2 separate regions of the Mus musculus genome follow, and region 2 is linked to region 1. The links are chromatin contacts, called in public HiChIP or PLAC-seq maps. All regions are on one chromosome and are shown on one strand. The core of a region is the stretch at or near the end of the contact, and the rest is flanking DNA. Distances in the headings are between cores, read along the strand shown.

What was found. HiChIP or PLAC-seq counts read pairs in DNA pulled down with a chosen protein or histone mark.
Region 2: an H3K4me3 HiChIP or PLAC-seq map of the SCID.adh cell line shows a contact between it and region 1, with 7 times the contacts expected there. The contact joins two enhancer-like sites. A contact is called at or near these places in 17 of 484 Hi-C or Micro-C datasets (CD8 T cells, the CH12 cell line, Th1 cells and 13 more) and 6 of 115 datasets of contacts at active chromatin or transcription factors (the HPC-7 cell line, the SCID.adh cell line, astrocytes and 3 more).

Annotation. Positions count from the first base shown.
Region 1 is chr9:50,331,483-50,336,109 of GRCm38.p6, reverse strand. No RefSeq gene overlaps it. Among named protein-coding and RNA genes, the nearest start is that of Gm39336, 32 kb to the right of the region's middle. Within about 2 kb of position 2,504, at least 8 of the 459 cell types and tissues checked have an H3K27ac peak or open chromatin away from gene starts, as enhancers often do. A contact at or near this core is called in the SCID.adh cell line, where this site is marked.
Region 2 is chr9:50,450,429-50,455,055 of GRCm38.p6, reverse strand. No RefSeq gene overlaps it. Among named protein-coding and RNA genes, the nearest start is that of Gm32462, 33 kb to the left of the region's middle. Within about 2 kb of position 2,430, at least 108 of the 459 cell types and tissues checked have an H3K27ac peak or open chromatin away from gene starts, as enhancers often do. A contact at or near this core is called in the SCID.adh cell line, where this site is marked.

The sequences.
Region 1 (4,627 bases), core at 1,255-3,754:
CCACATCCTGCCCTTCCTGTGTACTTGGGATGCAGCTCTCTTTGGTCTTCGAATGCCTTCCCTTCCCATCATTCATCATCTGGTGCCATTGCTCATTTTCTACCTTCTTTGTCCCTGTAGGCTTGGAAGATTTTAATCCCCTGTTCTCATGTTAGTAAGGGGTCTTGGGAGTGCAAAGAGATAAATGTACAGATTAAATAGCCACGTTTAACTGATCATCGGCATATCTATTTCTCAATTTTAGTTTCCAAACTTTTCTCTCTTTTTCTGTATGAAAAAAAAAAGCTGTCTGTTTAAACTTCTAGTTTTTGGTGGGACTCAGCCCCTGCCTTTCAGTATTGGCTTTAAGTAAAAGAGAAACTCTTGTCATTTCAAAATCTTAGCATCCACTTCCCATTTCTGTTTCTGCTAAACCACTGACCTCGATGCTAGAATCAGCTCTAGTCTTTAGACCATTTTCACAGATAATTATAATTTTGAAAACACACAGACACACACAGACACACACAGACACACACAGACACACACACACACACACACACACACACAGACACACACACACAGACACAGACACACACACACACACACACACACTTACTTCCTCCAAAGGTTAGAGTTTGTAGGGTTCCTTTAACCCTTTCCTTTCTTGTACTTTCTTAAAAATAATTACTAGTTTCACTGATTTTTCATTTTGTAATCTAGTGGCACTTCCTTTTCTTTCTCCTTATTCTTTAGCTGATGGTGATGGTGGTGGTGGATGTGATAGTGATGGTGAGGGTGATGGTGGTGGTAATGGGGATTGTGATGGTAGTGATAGTGGTGGTGGTGATGGTGGTAATGAGGGTGATGGTGATTGTGATGATGATGATGGTGGGCAGTGACATAGGGGCACAGGCTCTCAAATTATTGACTTTCAAACCCATGCTCTGATGCCAAACTTTAATTAACGACAGTTCAAGTGTCTACAAATTCTCTGCTTATCAGATAAAATATGTCACTTAATCTTAACTAAGATGCCAGAAATATCTGATGACTGCATCGTTAGTTTGTCCCTGAGAGGAACCTAGAAGGACTACCTACACTTTGCTGTTTGCTATTTCCACATGGCTAATTTTCTTCCCTGAGGTCAGTGCTTCACAAGCCATGACCCAGATGGCTGTGATCCTGCCAGCCCTCGGCTTGGGCTCAGTCTCATGCAGACCCAACCCATCCCCTCTGCTCATTTTCTGTGTTGCATCTCATCACGCCTTCCTCCTGTTAAAATGTCAAGTCCCTCTTGAAGGCCCATTTCTCTCTAGCATCAGACATCTCCCAAGAGCATCCCTCTGTGGTCTCATATGACCCCCCTCTCCCACACCTACTCTGCAGCAATGGCCTCCACTCACCCACACCCGCTCGCCAACAATGGCCTCCACTCTACAGGCTCTTCTTTCTGCCCTGCTTACTCTCCCTGAGAACACCACACTAATTTCAGTTTCTGTGCCAAGCTCTGCTTGTCTGTTAGATGCCATCTAATTACTTGAAAGGTGAAAAATTCAGCTAGCACACCGCCATTCTTACCCCTACCACGAGACTGTTTGAGCCGTCAGAATGCCAGCCCCAGACTGCCAGCCACGGATGAGGGCACTTGGATACCGTGTATTCATTTTCTTCATTTCGTTCTCCTGTGCCCCTCTACTCCACAGAATCACCCTGTGCCTTCCTGTAGGTGCTTAATACACGTGGGCAGAAAAGCAATAGACTATTTTCTCCAAGGGTTTTTCTTACTAGTATCTGTTGAGAAGTGAGCAAAAAAGCCAAAGCCAAAATAATTAGTGTAAATTTATTTTTGAGGGTGTGTTTGTTTTGCATATTTTAAACCTTAGCAATTTACTGTTTAAGCATTTTACACATGTATGGAATGTGTTTTGATCAAATCGACTTCCTATTCCCTCTCCTGAAATCCCATTCACACCCCTCTTACTGAAATCTCCTCCCAGGTTCCTAAACTCTTTTTTTTAATCCCCATGGTGTCTATTTAATATTGCTTCTGTGGACACTGGTTAGGGACCCTCCTGGAGCATGGGGAGTCTCTGAGGCCCTGGATTCCTGAAGAAAACTGACTGTCCCTACCCCGGAAGCCATCAGTAGTCAAACAGCTACTGATTTGTGTTTGATATCCTGATTCTACTGAACTAGACTGTTGGTCTAGGGAAATTAGGGATGGGATTCCGTGAGGTGCCCTGCTTCTGGCATGTGTGGTGGGATCGTGGCTAGCCTGATTGTGTGCAGTCCTCTGCATGCAGTCTGGTGCATGTAGTCCCGGCTGCTGTGCGTGTGAGCTCACACTTGCAATTGCGCTATCACTCCTGGCAAAAATTGTTTTGCTATTAGACATCAACTTTCTCCAGCTCTTACAGTCTCTCCACCCACTTCTCTATAAAGATTCCTGAGTCCTAAGGGGAGGGGCATGATGCAAATGTACCATTTAGAGCGGAGGACAGTCAGAGTGAAGTTTAAAGTACACGGTCGGGATTGGTGCCACCTGGTGGCTGGTGTGGAGGTGCAATGTAAAGGCATGCTAGATAGCTCTCTTGCTTTTTCCTTAGATAGGACCAAGCTCTCTCTGCCACAGCATTTAGATTTTTTTTTAAAATAAAGTACAGGAATCACACATGTTTATAGTGTAGAATTTGCTAAGTTTTGATACAAGTATGTACCTACAAAACAATCATCACATTTAAGGTAATACACAAATTCATGAGCATTCCCCCGTTTTCTTTATAATCCCTTCCTATCCCTTAATAGTCTATTTTATTTGCAGTCAATAAATCTTCTACCTTTTGTCACTGATAAATAGCTGTAACTCTCTCCGCTTTTATACAAGTGGGATATACTAGTACACAGTCCAGTTTCTTTCGGTGAGCATGGCTATTTTAAGTTTTGCCATGTTGTTCCATGTTTCTTTTATCACTGAGTAGTCGTCCATTGTATGCTTGTGACACAATTGGTTTTGCCATTCAGCTGTTGAAAGACATTCAACTCGTTTGCTGTGTGAACCATTTGAGTGATGCTGTTGAGAACTTTTATGTAAACCTTTCTTGCTTTTTCTTCCCGTGTCTCTTGTGAGCCATCTAGGGGTAGAGTGGATGGGCCACATTGTTGCTGGGTGTTTAACATCTCCACTGACAACAGCAATGTGTGGAAGCTGCACTTTTTTCACAACCCCTTGATGTGGCTGTCTGGATTTTAGTCATTCTGATAGTGACAAGGGCCACTTAGATTTGGAGCATAAGGAAAAAAAAATCCATTGGATCCCATTGAATCCTGGTAAATTCTAGCTACTTTTGAGAGGGCTTGGGTGTTGTGTTTTTGTTAATAGAGACAGTTATGCTTGAACGAGGGATAATGAGAATCGTTTCCTTAAAGGAGCTGGTATGGGACCTTAACAAGTGGTAAAGGAAGGCAGAGGAGACAGAGATGCAGCCAGAAACAACCTTTTCTTCAAGATGAAGCCTGTCTAATTAGTTGGGCTTGTGTTGGATCAGTACCATCTAGCAGAGCCAAATCTGCCAGCTTAAAACGCCCCTGAATTAAGAGAGAAGACCTTGATTTATGTCTTGTGGGTGATTCACATTGTTGTTGTTGGAGGGCTTGAACTGGCATGGTGTTGGGCGTGGTGTAACTTTAATTTTTTTTCAAATACAACTTTTAATGATGGCTCTTAAATGCTTTAACCTTCCTTCTAGCCCACCACCCACCAGAGATAGTGGGAAAGAAAGGATGGGAGGGGTGTGGACCTGTTTAGAAAGGTTCTTTGGAGCAACTCCCATCCGTGTTGTCTGGAAATTAGCAGTTCAGCTCACAGGTCAGCAGCGGCAGTTTGATCCACTTGCAAACATTTCATGGATACACCAATAGTCTAGTTCAGGATAGCAAACACTTATCAGCAGCAGTGGTACTACCTAGCAGAGACAGCCAGGCCTCAGCCTTGGCACGAGTCAGCAGGGACTCCAGACCAACAAGTATTGTACAGTTAGCTCCATAAGCAAGCCAAGCTCAGCCTCTGACACTATCTGTAGAGTCCTATTTATATCTCTCCAAACATCATGTGTCATCCATGGATCTTGCCTCAGCATAGTGTGCCTGTCTCAGCTGACATCACTCTGCCAATCAGCCTAAGTCCATGGAAGTAGAAGAAACTGCAGCACATCACCAGAAGCTTTTTGGTGTGTTTATCTCTATGGAGTCCTGACAAATGTAGCTCAACTATGAAATGTTAAGATGGACCAACACATGTGTGTTGTTAGTGAAGAATCCTTCATCACATGTCCTGCCTCGTGTTTGCTTTAGCAGAACATCCTCTCTCTCGTGTTTGCTTCATAAGTCTGCCTTAGTCTTTCCCTTGTGTCCATTTCAGGAAAACACTCCTTCACAAGTCTGCCTTCATCTTTCCCTTGTGTCCATTTCAGGAAAACACTCTTTCATGTGTTTGCCCCAGCAAAGCACCTTCCAACACAACTGACTTTCCAAAGAACCCTTAAGCTTTCACTTAAGGGTGGGGTGCAACATGGCTCAGGGGACCAATATCAGAGCAGTGAGACACACACACACACACACACACACACACACACACACACACACACAC
Region 2 (4,627 bases), core at 1,181-3,680, 120 kb before region 1:
AGATAGCTGTTTCATGTTGGAGTTCTTGGCCAGACAGGAGCCACATCTATTGAGTTCCTTGCCTGATCTCACTCTCATTAGCTTGTATGACAGTGCTCATGGAAGGCACTCAGTAACTTACTTTGGTGAATGAGTCAGTCTGCTTTATAAGCTATTGCATTCTGAAGGAGGTGGACATGCCATTGTGGTAGTGTAGAATGGTCTTGTTCTGTCTTTGTGCTTGGGTTATTCCATTTGATGTAATTCCCAGGAGACCTGGTAGGGAAGGCTGTTTCTGCGTTCACCCTTGCAAGCAAGGTGGTATTTGTAGTTGCCATTTGTCTAGGATGAGGCTGAAACACTCTCACATCAAAAGGCTTTGGGTGATTGCAGAGTGCTTCCTGGAGTGTTGGCACTGTCCTTAGTAGCTGGTAGAACGGCTAAGGATTCATTTGCATCTCAGTTGCTTCTTTGGCCCTCATGGCTTCCACAAAATCATTGTCCCTGAACAATGACAGTCTTGTCCCAGGCACGACTACACTAATTGTTTCATTAATTCTACTTTTAAAAAGGCAGTGCCAAAGTAATTGTTTTAAATTATATTTTGTGGAGTGTGTGTGTGTGTGTGTGTGTGTGTGTGGCAGGGCAGGCACCCGGGTCACAGTGTATAGTGACAGTCAGAGGTAATTTATGAGGGCTGGTTTTCTCTTTCTATCACACGGATCTCACTCGGGGACCCTGGAACTCTATGTCTTCTCCGTTCAGCACCCCCCACTGAAAGCTGGGATTATACGCGTGCCCCTCCACACCCCGCCCCATCAGAGCCTTTTAACATTTTCATAGACACTGTAGGCACCTACGCCGTGGGAGGTGGCTGTAGTATTAAATGTGAACCTAAATTATTAGGGTGCAGATCTGCCCACGCTTGCTGGCCAATAGATTTAAAGGTCAACATGCTTAGCCAATACTTAAACTGTAACCTTGCTGATGTAACCTGTGCCCCTAAAAATATAAAAAAATGCTTGTAATAGCCATTTGGGGGTCGCCCTCTAGTTACTGGCCTCAAGGGACTAATTGAAGGTTGACCCCAATGCGCCAGAAAATAAACCTCTTGCTTTTGCATGGAAAAAAATTATTAGGGCACAGAATCACTGTCTTCAGTAGCATGCAGGCTGATGGAACTCATTACAGCAGACGCACTAACATTTAACAAAACACCTTTCTGTTTAGGATTGTCCCAGCCACCTCGATTTTGTCTTTCTCTTCCTGAAAATTGGAGAGTAAAGTATGAGTGTCTTGGAGATGCAAATGGATGGGGAAAATATGTTTTAAATTGTATTTTGATATGACAGCTAGAGGTGTGAGTTAATACAGATTAGAAACAAAATGGGTGTATTGAGGAAATGTCTTTCAGTGAATGGAAGTTGGATTCTGTGAAGATGTCAGTGTGGATTCAAGTTTGTCATTATTTGTCTATTTTTCTTTCTTGCTACAAAATGTCAGTGTAAAAAGAAACAGTGATGAAAAATGATCTGTGTTGTCCTGTTTGAAAGTCTTTAAATACAGTAACTATAAATGCTCAGTCAGTATAGCTGCATAGATCTAAGGTTTAAAGGATTTAAAAGGAGCCTGAGGCTGAGTTCCACTGTCCTGACTGATTTGGATGGATAAACCTTGAGATGAATTTGAGGATGATGGTGGTGATGGTGATGATGTAGGTGTGGTGTGTGTATGTGTATACATGTTCCACGGCACACGTGTAGAGGTCAGAAGACAACTTTGTGGAGCCAGTCATTTCCTTCCACCTTTATGTGGGTTCTGGGGATCAGACTCACATCACGAGCTTTGCACGGCAGGCACTTTTCCCAGTGGGACACCTCGCTGCCCCTCCCACAGCTTTTGCTATGTGAGCCTGGGTATTCAATAGGCAGAGATGCACTCGAGTATAATCTCTTCCTTGGCTTACCCTTGAAGAGGCTTTGGTCTTTCATGTTTTGTTGAAATAGTTATTAAAACGTTGTTACAACTAAATAACGTAAATACTATTGAGGTCAGCTACAGAATTACTCAGAATTGCCTATATCCTTACTCTAACTGCTATAGATAAGGGAACTTGCGACCTGTGGACCATAACATTTTAGAGAAATTTGATGCGAAGACTTTGATCTTATATTACACATGGCTTGAAAGGTAATTTTATAACTTGCAAAAATGTGGCTCTCAGAGAAAATTTCGAGAAGGCTGATGTGCAGTAACAATGTATACAACCACAGGTTATGTGACAGGTATGGCACAGCGCGGCCAGTGCATAGTCACTGCAAGTGTTACCGATCAGCTGGCTGGAGTCCTTTGGTCAGCCGGATGTTGTGGGTGGGCGAAGAGAGGCTCTTCCATGTTGGCCTGGGAGCCCAGTGTATCTATCTATTCCGCAGTGTGGCGCTGCAGTACTGAGCTGTAGGCAGGAGCAGCAGAAGCAGCTGGTGGCGCCCTCTAGTGTCAGACTCTCGTGAATGCTCTGCACATTGAGATCCTTGGCTGAAATGGTAGAGAGCCTAGGCTACTAAAACCCTTAGTTTCTCAAGTGTTGCACCTGTTGTGTGAGCCCAGGGAGTGGAGATTCCCGAGTGAGTGCCTGCCTGTTTCAGCTTCTTGGCAGGCCTGGTTACGGCTGTGTTACGGCAGTGCTACAGCTGGTTCCCAGGATTAGGGTGTCTGAGACCCAGACCTAAATGTTTTACAGCTTTCTGGTTTACACTCTTCCAGTGACCAGAGTCTGAAGCTTTTCCTCCCTGGGTCTTTACATCTTTCCATTCTTCCCTAGCCTCAGTTCACTGACCTTTCTACTTCTGTCGTCACCTTATTCCTGCTTTGTCCGGAACTCTCTAGCCACCCCTTGCTTGGCTGTCAAGTGGCCGGCTACCTCTTTTTGCTTTTGCAGACCAGTCTGACAGCTGCTTAGCTCCGGCTCTGAGCTAAGCTGCCCCTCCACCACCGTTGCCTCTTATTCTGTCTGTCACCCAGCTGTCATGGCTGCTGCCACTCCTCCGGCTCTGCCATCTGCCGCTTCTTCCTTTGTGGTTCTAGCTCAGTCCAAGAACTGATCACTCAAGAGAAGCATTTTGTGGTCTGATATTGCAACACTGGGGGAGGCTGCACAGAGAGGGTCTAGTAGGTAACTGACCGAGTGAGCTGAGAAGCCTGCTGGTATAGCAAGAGAGAGAGAGGGGGGGTAGAGGGAGGGAGAGAGAGGGAGGAGAGAGAGGAAGAGTGGGAGAGAGAGAGGGGGAGAGAGAGGGGGGAGGGAGAAGGAGAGAGGGAGGGAGAAGGAGAGAGGGAGGGAGAAGGAGAGAGGGAGGGAGAGGGAGAAAGGCAGAGAGGGAGAAATAGAGGGAGAGAGGGAGAGAGGGAGAGGGAGTTTGTACCAATCACAGCACACTCCACATGAAAATGACTGTTGTATTTGCACCAATCATGCCCTTTAGCATCAACCATAGCGTTCCCTTGTTGGGTCCTGGGGCTTTCTCTGGTCTAGGTGGAAATGTTTCTATCATTTAAAGTTCACTAAACCTTGTGACAGCTAAAAAATTCAGTGCAAGTGGCTTAAATCCATCCTGCGTGGAGCCACACGTTCAGGAGGCAGAGCTAGCAGCTGTGATGGACATATACCCTTCCTTAGGGCTCAGCAGGGTGTTCAAAATGGCCGTGGTAGTCTTGCTGTCTGTTTGAAATCTACTTGTTTTGCTCAAGGGCGTGGGGCAGCTAGGGAGAGTCCAACAGCTGTCAATTAGGGAATCACACTACCTTACACCCAAACGTCTTTCCTTACTTACAGGCCAATGGACATCAGAAGGAGGGCTCACAATGAGAACATAAAGGGATTAACAGTGGATGATTTTTAATGATGCTGACAGTATAACACTGGTTGACCTGCCTGGTGTCTCGAGGAGGAAAGATTGGTTCCCCCAACCCCCCACTAGCCCCATTTGTCTAAGAAGTATTATAAAGTAGATGCTGTTGGGAACTTTGTGCAATGTTACTGTGGACTTTCTATACTCATAACACCCCTTTGATTAACACACCACAGAGATCAAGACAAGTAATACTGTAATCCAGTATAGAGTATATGTATTCCAGTGCGGCCAGCGCATAGTGCAGGACATGACAACTTAGGGGTTAGGGAAATCTTCACGTGGGAGATCTCTGAGCATGCCATTGGCCAGTCGAGAGTTAGTATTACATCTAATGTTAGTTTGAGGCAAGTATTCTATAATGTTCCTTTTTAATTTTTCTGTCTGTGTGTGCACGTGTATGTGTGGGGGGTGCATATGCACGTGTGTGTGTGTGTGTGTGTATGTAGAGATAAGAAGAATGGCTTGGGCATTGCTCCCCAGAGACACTGTCCACCTCATTTTGAGACGAGGGTTCTTATTGGCCTCCATCGTGCTGAGGAGGCTGAGCTGCCTGGTGAGCTCCAGAGCCCTGCCTGTCTCTGCCTCCCCAGTGTTAGCATAACACTGTGCACCACCACGTCCGGTTTTGATGTGGGTTTTGGAGGACTGAACTCAGGTGCTCGTGTTTGTAAGGCATATACTCTGCTCGCTGAAACATCTTGCTGGCCCTCTGCGCTTGTATTTCTGTGCGTCACATG